Regions from separate parts of the Cricetulus griseus genome. Here region 2 is linked to region 1. The links are chromatin contacts, called in public Hi-C maps. All regions are on one chromosome and are shown on one strand. The core of a region is the stretch at or near the end of the contact, and the rest is flanking DNA. Distances in the headings are between cores, read along the strand shown. Region 1 holds the start of Zfand5 (AN1-type zinc finger protein 5). Region 2 has its middle 16 kb from the start of Tmc1.

What was found. Hi-C and Micro-C count contacts between places; a contact is called where the count stands out from the background.
Region 2: a contact with region 1 is called in a Hi-C map of the CHO-K1 cell line, with 4 times the contacts expected there. The contact joins the enhancer-like site here to the promoter of Zfand5 in region 1. A contact is called at or near these places in 5 of 8 Hi-C or Micro-C datasets (the CHK-Q cell line, the CHO-K1 cell line, fibroblasts and 1 more).

Annotation. Positions count from the first base shown.
Region 1 is chr3:39,940,476-39,944,740 of CriGri-PICRH-1.0, reverse strand. It overlaps Zfand5 (AN1-type zinc finger protein 5), which reads left to right and starts at 2,070. Exons shown (of 5, transcript XM_027406541.2): 1 at 2,070-4,265.
Region 2 is chr3:40,161,692-40,165,981 of CriGri-PICRH-1.0, reverse strand. No RefSeq gene overlaps it. Among named protein-coding and RNA genes, the nearest start is that of Tmc1, 16 kb to the left of the region's middle. Within about 2 kb of position 1,936, at least 4 of the 6 cell types and tissues checked have open chromatin away from gene starts, as enhancers often do. A contact at or near this core is called in the CHO-K1 cell line and fibroblasts, where this site is marked.

The sequences.
Region 1 (4,265 bases), core at 821-3,320:
ATTCTAAAATGATTTTGTTGTTTAAATTGGACAAGATAAGAATCTTGTAAAACTTGTTTTTGAAACGGGAGAGTAAAGGGAGACAGTAAGTTATCCTCTTTTTAAAAAATTCTCTTATTTTTATTCTCAGTAAATATGGCTTCCATTAGCCTTTCCACCCTGTAGTGCTCCAGGCAAGCATCCTTTATCATGACCACCTCACCCTGACAAATAGACAGGACATTTTTCTCAGGAAATTACTGTGATAAATTAAGGAGACCCTAAATGAAAAATTCGTGACACTGAAAACGGTTGCTACATGGTATTTTTATTATTTACTAGTTTGTGGAGGTAAAATCCTAAAGGGATAGAACCAATGACCCAGACTAAATTTCAAATACATTACTTAATCATAGCAATGTAACCCCGGAATAGGGTTTTTTTGTTGTTGTTGTTGTTTTGTTTTGTTTTTCTTTTTCGAGACAGGGTTTCTCTGTAGCTTTGGAGCCTATCCTGGCACTCGCTCTGGAGACCAGGCAGGCTGGCCTCGAACTCTCAGCGATCCGCCTGCCTCTGCCTCCCGAGTGCTGGGATTAAAGGCATGCGCCACCAACGCCCGGCCCGAAATAGGTTTTTTTAAAACACTTTATGTCCCAGGTACTCCACCTGCAGTACTCAGAGCTATTTAATTTGGAGCATCCGGACACCAGCATCCCTCCCCCACACTACTCCCATGATATCAAAAACACCAGAAGTAAATAAGGTTCCTGTGCTCCCGCCAAGGCCAACTCTAATGGTACCTAGGGGAAAGGCCTGGGACTCTTCAATGTCGGAGATGAAGGGCCCTAACTGCATTCCAGTTGTGGCTAAGGTAGCCCTAACTATTTACGTATGTTTTCTTTAGATCGGTGGACACTACATCTGTTCCCAGAGGAAACCGTGAAGAGGCGAGAAGGGTTTGTGTTCGTGCTCTGGGCAGGTGTCAGCACCTTGCCCTTGCCCGGGGTCCGGCTTGTTTGTCACCTCGCTCCATTTCTGCAGTCTTGTCCCGGCTCTCCGGGCTTCTTCTGAACTATGGCTTTTAATCACAATATACAAGCTTGATTTGCTCAAAGTGATCTTGTGATAACAAGGAAAGATTGCTCTCATTTAACTGGTCAAGACTGGATACTCATGGTCAGGGTTTTGTCCTGATCAAATTGCTTATTCCCCTTTCTTCATTTTTGTAATTTTGGTAAAGAGTTAATAGGGTGTGTCTTACTGTGTAGTAGATGGGAAAAAAAGTGACCACATTTTCCTTAAAACCAAATGCTCTCAAATAATGCTTTTTACATAATTCTTTCAAAAGTAATTTTTCCTACTTATATTTTCTCTTACACAGTGGGAAGCTAAGTAAAGTTAGCCTATTTTATGCCAATTAAACTTTTGGAAATACTCAGGTATGCTTGCTATGTAAAGTTCTTTCTGGTAGCCTAACATTAAATATTAACTGTGATCAGAGTATGTTTTTATATTGCTTACATAATCAAGTTTGGATTTGGAAAGGTTTTGGTTTTTGACAGGAGAAAAATACTTGTTAAAGCTAAATAGAGACTGAAAAGTCTGTGGCTGGTAGTTTCTGCTTTACAGGTTTCTAGACACTGAGTGGAAGTATTACTGATAGGGCCCAAGTGTGTCTTTCAGACAGGTTCTGGGGGTGGTTTTAAGAAAGCTGAAGATGGTCTGTAGGGATGGCTCAGTCATTAAGAGTGCTTGATGCTCTTATAAGAGGACCTGGATTCAGTTCCCAGCACCCACATAGTGGTGGCTCACAGCTGTGTGTTAACTTCAGTTGCAGGGAGTTGAGTGTGTAGGCATCAGGGATATATGTGTACATGCATACAGGCAAACACGTATACACATCTTTATTTAAAAGCTTCAAGGCTAAATCCAGGATTCAGCCAACTTGATCTAACAAATATCAAGAGGTAGTGATTAGTTGGATTACTGTGGGGTGCCGAGTGCATGACTCAGTGCTTTTTGGAGCAGGCCCTGCCGGGCTTCCCGGAGCGCGGCCTGCCCTGCGCTGCGAGGGGGATGGGGGCCTCTGGGCACCGAACTCGGTCGAAATCGCTGGGACCCGGCCCCACGGCTGTCTCCCCGGAAGGTGTTTAGTTTTTCCAATTGTGGTTAAGCTGCTCCCTCCAGAGCCCCTTCATGGAGGCAAATCGAGCGCCTCTCCCTTTGTCTACACGCACATTAACATTTTGCTCCTTTTCCGTGCACTCCGTGGAGCTCTATTTTGGGGAAGGTGTTAGAAGTTAAATGTCCATTGGAGCTGCCTGAGAATACTACCCGGATATTTAGGAGAAAATAATATATAGGTCAGAGCATCGTTTCTCAGATTTGGCGTTCGGTAACTACAGGAAATAGGAAGGTTTTATCTTCCCATTTTGATGATTCCTTTAAAAGTGAGATCTCATAACCTTAATTGGTGAAAATATTTCATTTTTACCTTTCACGTTTGTTCTTAAAAGTGTCCAGCCCAAAATGAGGCATTTGTTTTAGTTGTACCTTTTTTTTTTCTTTTGTGCCTAGGACAGGTATTAAATCAGGAAAGGAGCTTCAAAAAAAAAAAATCTGTTTGGCTGAGGTAACCGGGACCTGGAGACTAAGGACTTGCCCAAGGTCAGGCTTATTGGCCCATTAGAACCTAGAATTCGGGTCTGCCCTCGAGGTTAGTGAGTGGTCTTGCCATTTTTAGGCATGTTCACCTTGAATAGGTAGCCCGTAGTTTAAAAGAAAAGCTCATTCATTTCAGTTTTTTAATTGGAAAATTGGTTAATCCTGTGAGGTTCGTTTTAATCGATGAGGTAAGAAATGCCGTGAACTTCAAAACAAAAAACAATTGCAGCTATGCCTGAAGGGCTTATGGAAGAATACTAAGTCTCTAACAACTTGTTTTTTGTTCCCAAAATAGAAGGGAAATACAGTATACAAATTAACAAACACACTATAGTTTTCATTAAGTGTATGGAGTATTTATGCTGCCATGCTTTCTCCACTGTGCCTGCTTACTCCCCTCCTACCCCTTTTCAATAAGCACATCTTACTTTGTTATTAATTCTACTTGGGTATTGTGGATTGAAGGTGAGGTTGTTCTTTGATCCTGCATTAAAAAACCTGGAGGCCCTAATTGCATTTTGTTTTGTTATGTGAGATATATGAATACTGCATCGTTAGTTCTTGGGGTTGTGTAGGAGTTGGCAGGCTCTGAGATATAAATAGAAGCTGATTTCAGAGGCCCCTGTTGACTAGGCTTTATGTGAGAGCCTCCATCCAGCTCAGCTTGTCACATTGCAGCCTTGTGACAGGCTGAAGCGCCCTCCCATGTGATCTAGGCTTCTGAGAAATATTAAAGCAAGCTGTGCACATGTGATGGCATTTAAAATCTGACTTACTAGGGGAGGGGGAGACTTATAGAAGACTGGTGTCTTTTTGGTTCTTGTTCTTTCTGTGTACTTAAGTTTAAGAATTTGAGTTGTGTTTTCTGAAGGTGGAATCCTTGTCTAAGTGGGTATCTTCTCATTCACAGAAGAAAAGTGCTTTCTGATTAAAAAACAGGGTTGATCTGATCAGTTGGTCTTAATTCCCTCAGTATACTTTTAAAGAATGCCAGGTGTCACTGGAAGTTATAGTAGTAACTTAGTTGTAGCATAGTTCTTAAGTGGGCTGAAAAAGGCCCAACTTTTTGCATAGGGTAAAGGTCAGCACACTGCATGAAGAAAATGAAGATACATAATTTATTATTTGAATCGTTTTTCTGTGCTTGTGTTACACTCAACATTTAAAAAAAGTCAACTAAAAGTGTTTATTAAACTGCATAAGTAATCTTGAAATATTTACGCTGCCTTGCTCTGAAATGAGTCAGCTAAATTCCTCTCACTGTTTAAAGAGGCAGTGTCAACTAAATTACTACTATTCTTCTGAACTATGGCTTTTAATCACAATATACAAGCTTGATTTGCTCAAAGTGATCTTGTGATAACAAGGAAAGATTGCTCTCATTTAACTGGTCAAGACTGGATACTCATGGTCAGGGTTTTGTCCTGATCAAATTGCTTATTCCCCTTTCTTCATTTTTGTAATTTTGGTAAAGAGTTAATAGGGTGTGTCTTACTGTGTAGTAGATGGGAAAAAAAGTGACCACATTTTCCTTAAAACCAAATGCTCTCAAATAATGCTTTTTACATAATTCTTTCAAAAGTAATTTTTCCTACTTATATTTTCTCTTACACAGTGGGAAG
Region 2 (4,290 bases), core at 687-3,186, 220 kb before region 1:
AACAGACTCAAATGAAAACTTGAGGACAATTTTATTAGAGTTTCTAAGAAAATCCCCAGAGCAGGCACACTATAAATCTCAGAAGCTGCCTAGGAGAGAAAGATGGAGTTACAGGTTTCTGTGGAGTTTCATCACATGGCTGGGAAGGGCCTTCAAAAAATGAGCAAGGAAGCCCAAAGTGTAAGACATACTTGGATTTCTGGTCAGTCTCCAAAAGGAAGAGACTGGAAAGAAAAGAAAAGAAAACTGAATTGCACCTGTCTGAGTTGGGACTGAGAAAGGTGGACAAACCCAACAGCATGACTGTTGCCATTGCAGAGACGGCACTAGGTGTGAGGGATTCTGAGAAGGAGACATACAGTATTTTGTCAAATGGAAAAGTATTCTTCTTACTGCATTAGCTTGGCTTAAGAACATGCCTCTCTAGGGGTGGTCCCTTCGCCTTGACCTTGACCCTAGGCATTGCAAAGTTGGGTCTCCACCCAAGCCAGAGGGTATGTCCTCTAGAACAGGCTACTTTTCCTTGCTGCTTTGGCTCAAGCAGACTGATGTGTGGAAGGCAGGAATACTTGCAGACAAAGAGCAATTCTCCTCTCAAGAGTCAGGCCAGGCAAGGCTTACTCACGCTAATGCCCAGGTCCTGTGGCATCTGATTCTTGATAGTCTTTCAGGTCACGTCCAGCCTACTTTGATGTCTAAATTGAACCACAAAGTTCAAAGTAAAATGGATTCAAGCCTGAATGAATCATTCTGTTTTTTGTTTTTTTTTTTCTCTCTGTTTCCTTTCTTCCTTTATTTTTACCACAGACTGAATCAATGCTATACCACCGAGTTATACTCTCGGTTCTGCCCTTACTTTTTATTTTGAGTCATAGTCTCACTAAGTTACCAAGGCTGGCCTTGAACTTAGTCTGTAGCCCAGGCTAGCCATGAACTTAAAATCTTCTTGGGGCCACTGAGATGTTTCAGTAAACGGGCTGATCTGAGTTTGATCTCAGGGACTCACAGTGGAAGGAAAAGAGAAGCTTCCAAAACGTATCCCCACATGCATGTCATGGTACAGGTGTGCATACACACACACACACACACACACACACACACACACACACACACACACACACACAGAGAGAGAGAGAGAGACACACACACACACACTCATGCATACACACACAATTTAAATGGACAAGCCAATTAAAAAGATCTTCCCAACTCAGCATTCTGAGTAGGCTTTCAGGCCCAGCTTATTCTATGAATTTTTTTCTATTGATTTTAAATGGCAGTAAACTAGGGTATTATTGTGAAATACATTATTTCACAGAAAAGAAGTTATCAATAGGGTTTTTAATTGCTTTAATGAGTCCATTAATGAGTCAATTAATGAGTCTATTAGAATTATTCAGTTTTAATTTTAGGTAATTAAATCAGATTGCAGTTCACATTCACAAAACAATATATTCAGCATACACTTACTGAATCAAAACATTTCATAATATTTAAGTAAGCACTAGTAACAAGAAGTTCTGTGGTGGAACCTGCTAGAACTCGGAGCTGAATTCGACTCTGATGTCTTCATGTCTTGGCTCATGAATTCTCACTGAAGGAGCTTGTCCCCAGAAGCAATTTTAAACCAAGGCTCTTCTGCCCTTGAAAGATGAGGCCTCTGTTGTTTCTCCTCACCGCTGGCATCTATAAAACATTTCCATCGAAAGCCTGAGGTAAGCGTGATTCAGTGCCTGCATGCATGCAGGCTTGAGTTTTAAGAAATTGGCAGCATTTCCTTACTGCCCGAGAACAGCCACCACTCTGGAAGGAAGCCAAAGAGCCACACCCAGAGGCCACCTGGAGGTGGTCAAGCTGACAGCCACAACAGAGGTCCAAGTCCACAGCCATGGCCAAACATGGGTGAGTGATTCTGGCAGCTGCCTCTGAGTCACTGAAGGTGAGCTGTCCCAGCTCATGCCCTGTGGTGAGAGATGAGTTCCCAGCCAGCTCTGTCCAAACCCAACTCCATGACCAGAGTGATTGCAGTTATCTTCAGCCCCTAAGCATTAGATGGAGTTTTCTATGGCAATAAGTAACAGAGAAAGAAAGCCCCTTTATGTTCTCACAGTGTCCCCAATGCCAGTCATGCAGGCAGATTTTGACTGTTCCTATTCTACCCCTTGTCTGAGCACAAGTCTAAGGCATCACCTCCTTCACTGATGGACCATGGCCAGTGAAATGTAATCAGAACTTACATGTTAATTCTGGGATGGAGCTTTAAAGCCTGGGATCCACCAAATCCCACGTCCTCTGTCACACTGAAGAAGACCATGAGGAAACACATATCCCATCTCCAAATCTCCAGAATGGGGAGCAGGATGTGCTGCACCCATGCTGGACATACAGCAGGAAGAAGAATGCCATCATTTGGATCTTAAAAGTCCCTCAAGGCCCATGTTATTGAAGGTAATTCTTGAATTTTCCATGGCAACTATTGGGAGGTGGTGAACCCCCTTAGAGATGGTGTTTGTGGGAAGAAGTTAGGTCATTCAGGACATTCCGTTGGAGAGGGTGTTAGGAATCTGGTTCCTTTCATTCCTCCACACTGCAGCTGTGAGGTAAGGAATTAGCTATACCGTCTTTCCCCATCGTGCTGTATTCCCTCCCCTCAATACCAGAGGCATTAAAACAAGGGATCTACATAACCATGAACTAAAACGTCCAAAGTTATGAGGTAAAATAAACCTTTGTCTTCATAGACCATTTACCGTGGGTATTTCTTACTAACTAACAAGGAAAAATAATCATTTCCCAGGCCAAACCACTGAAATTTTAAAGTTATTCATTACCACTGTGTATGACCAGTAGTGGCACTACTGGTATCTTGAGTCAAATAAGTTTACATTGTGAGAGCTACCCTATGCATTTGGGATTTAGTAACATTCTGACCTCTACTCACCAGACTCCTTTAGCATCCCCAGACTGTGCCACTCATCCCTTAGTGACAGTGGGGGATGAGAGCAGTTAATAGTCATCGATCTAGACTTCTTTAGTTGCTACAACCACCACCAAATAGAAGAAATGACTTCCTTTTCACTTTTTAAAATTTGCGAATGCACACACCTATGTCACTCATATGTAGTGATTCATTTCTTACACAGAGTCACACAGTTACCTGGACACTTGGCACCCTGAAGAAGACTGTAAGAGGATCTAAAAATATTAGTGCCTATTCCAAGATCCACCTAGAACTTAGTTTTCTATGAGTGATTCAACCAAGTGAGGTGAGTGGAACTCAGTCTCCCAGTAAAGTCAGCATGCAAAGTTCTTGTTTTAAAAACTTAGTCTCTGTGGCCGTAGAGATGTATTGGCAGTTAAGGACACTCACTGTCTGCTCTTCCGAGAGGACCCTATTCCCAGCAGGCATAAGGTGGCTTACAACCATTTGTAACTCCTGTTCCAGCAGAGCCAACACTCCCTTCTGGCATCTGTGGGCACTACATACGGATATCTACACACACATATATGCAGGAAAATGCCCATACACTATAGTTAAATATATAATCAATTAAAGAAAACTTGGATCATAACGCAACAGTATTAGGAGGTAAGGGTCATAGCAGTGGTTAGATCAGCAAGGTTGGTGCTATCTTTGTGAGCATAAGCTTATCACAGAAGTGAGGCTGAACCTCTCTTATTTACTCAGTCTTGCAAGCATACTTATTTGCCTTTCAAACCATGGGATGATACAGACCCTAGCCAGATGCCAACATCTTAATATTGAGCTCACTGACTTTGAGAACTGAGAAGTAAGTTTCTCTGTCTTTTAAATTCCCCAGACTCAAGTGTTCTGATATGGTATCAGGCAGCAAACTAAAACAGTTTCCAATGGCAGGAATAAGTGACAGCTGAGATCTATCCCACCGTGTTTATACAGGCAAGCTTCACTAGACTCTGGGTCCTAGAGGAAGGAAGGTTTTCATTCATCTGTCAGAATAGCAGTGATTTAGAAGAGTGTGTGCCGAGCATGGGAACTATGTGACACAGATTGTGGTGGGTGTGGGGTTAGAGATTCACACTGAGTAAGTCAAGGGCCTTCTGCTTGATTCTGACTTAAGGGATCATCTTTTGTGAAATTGCAGAAAGTTACCTCAAGTAGTGGAGGAGAGGGAAATACAAAGAATGACAATATGGTCTGTGTCAGGCAAACCTTAAGAGGATGCTGGAAAAATTGTGGTTGATCTGAACCAAACTGGCATCCCTTTCGAGTGACACAAAACCCCTGAGCTCTAAGATGTGGGCCCATGG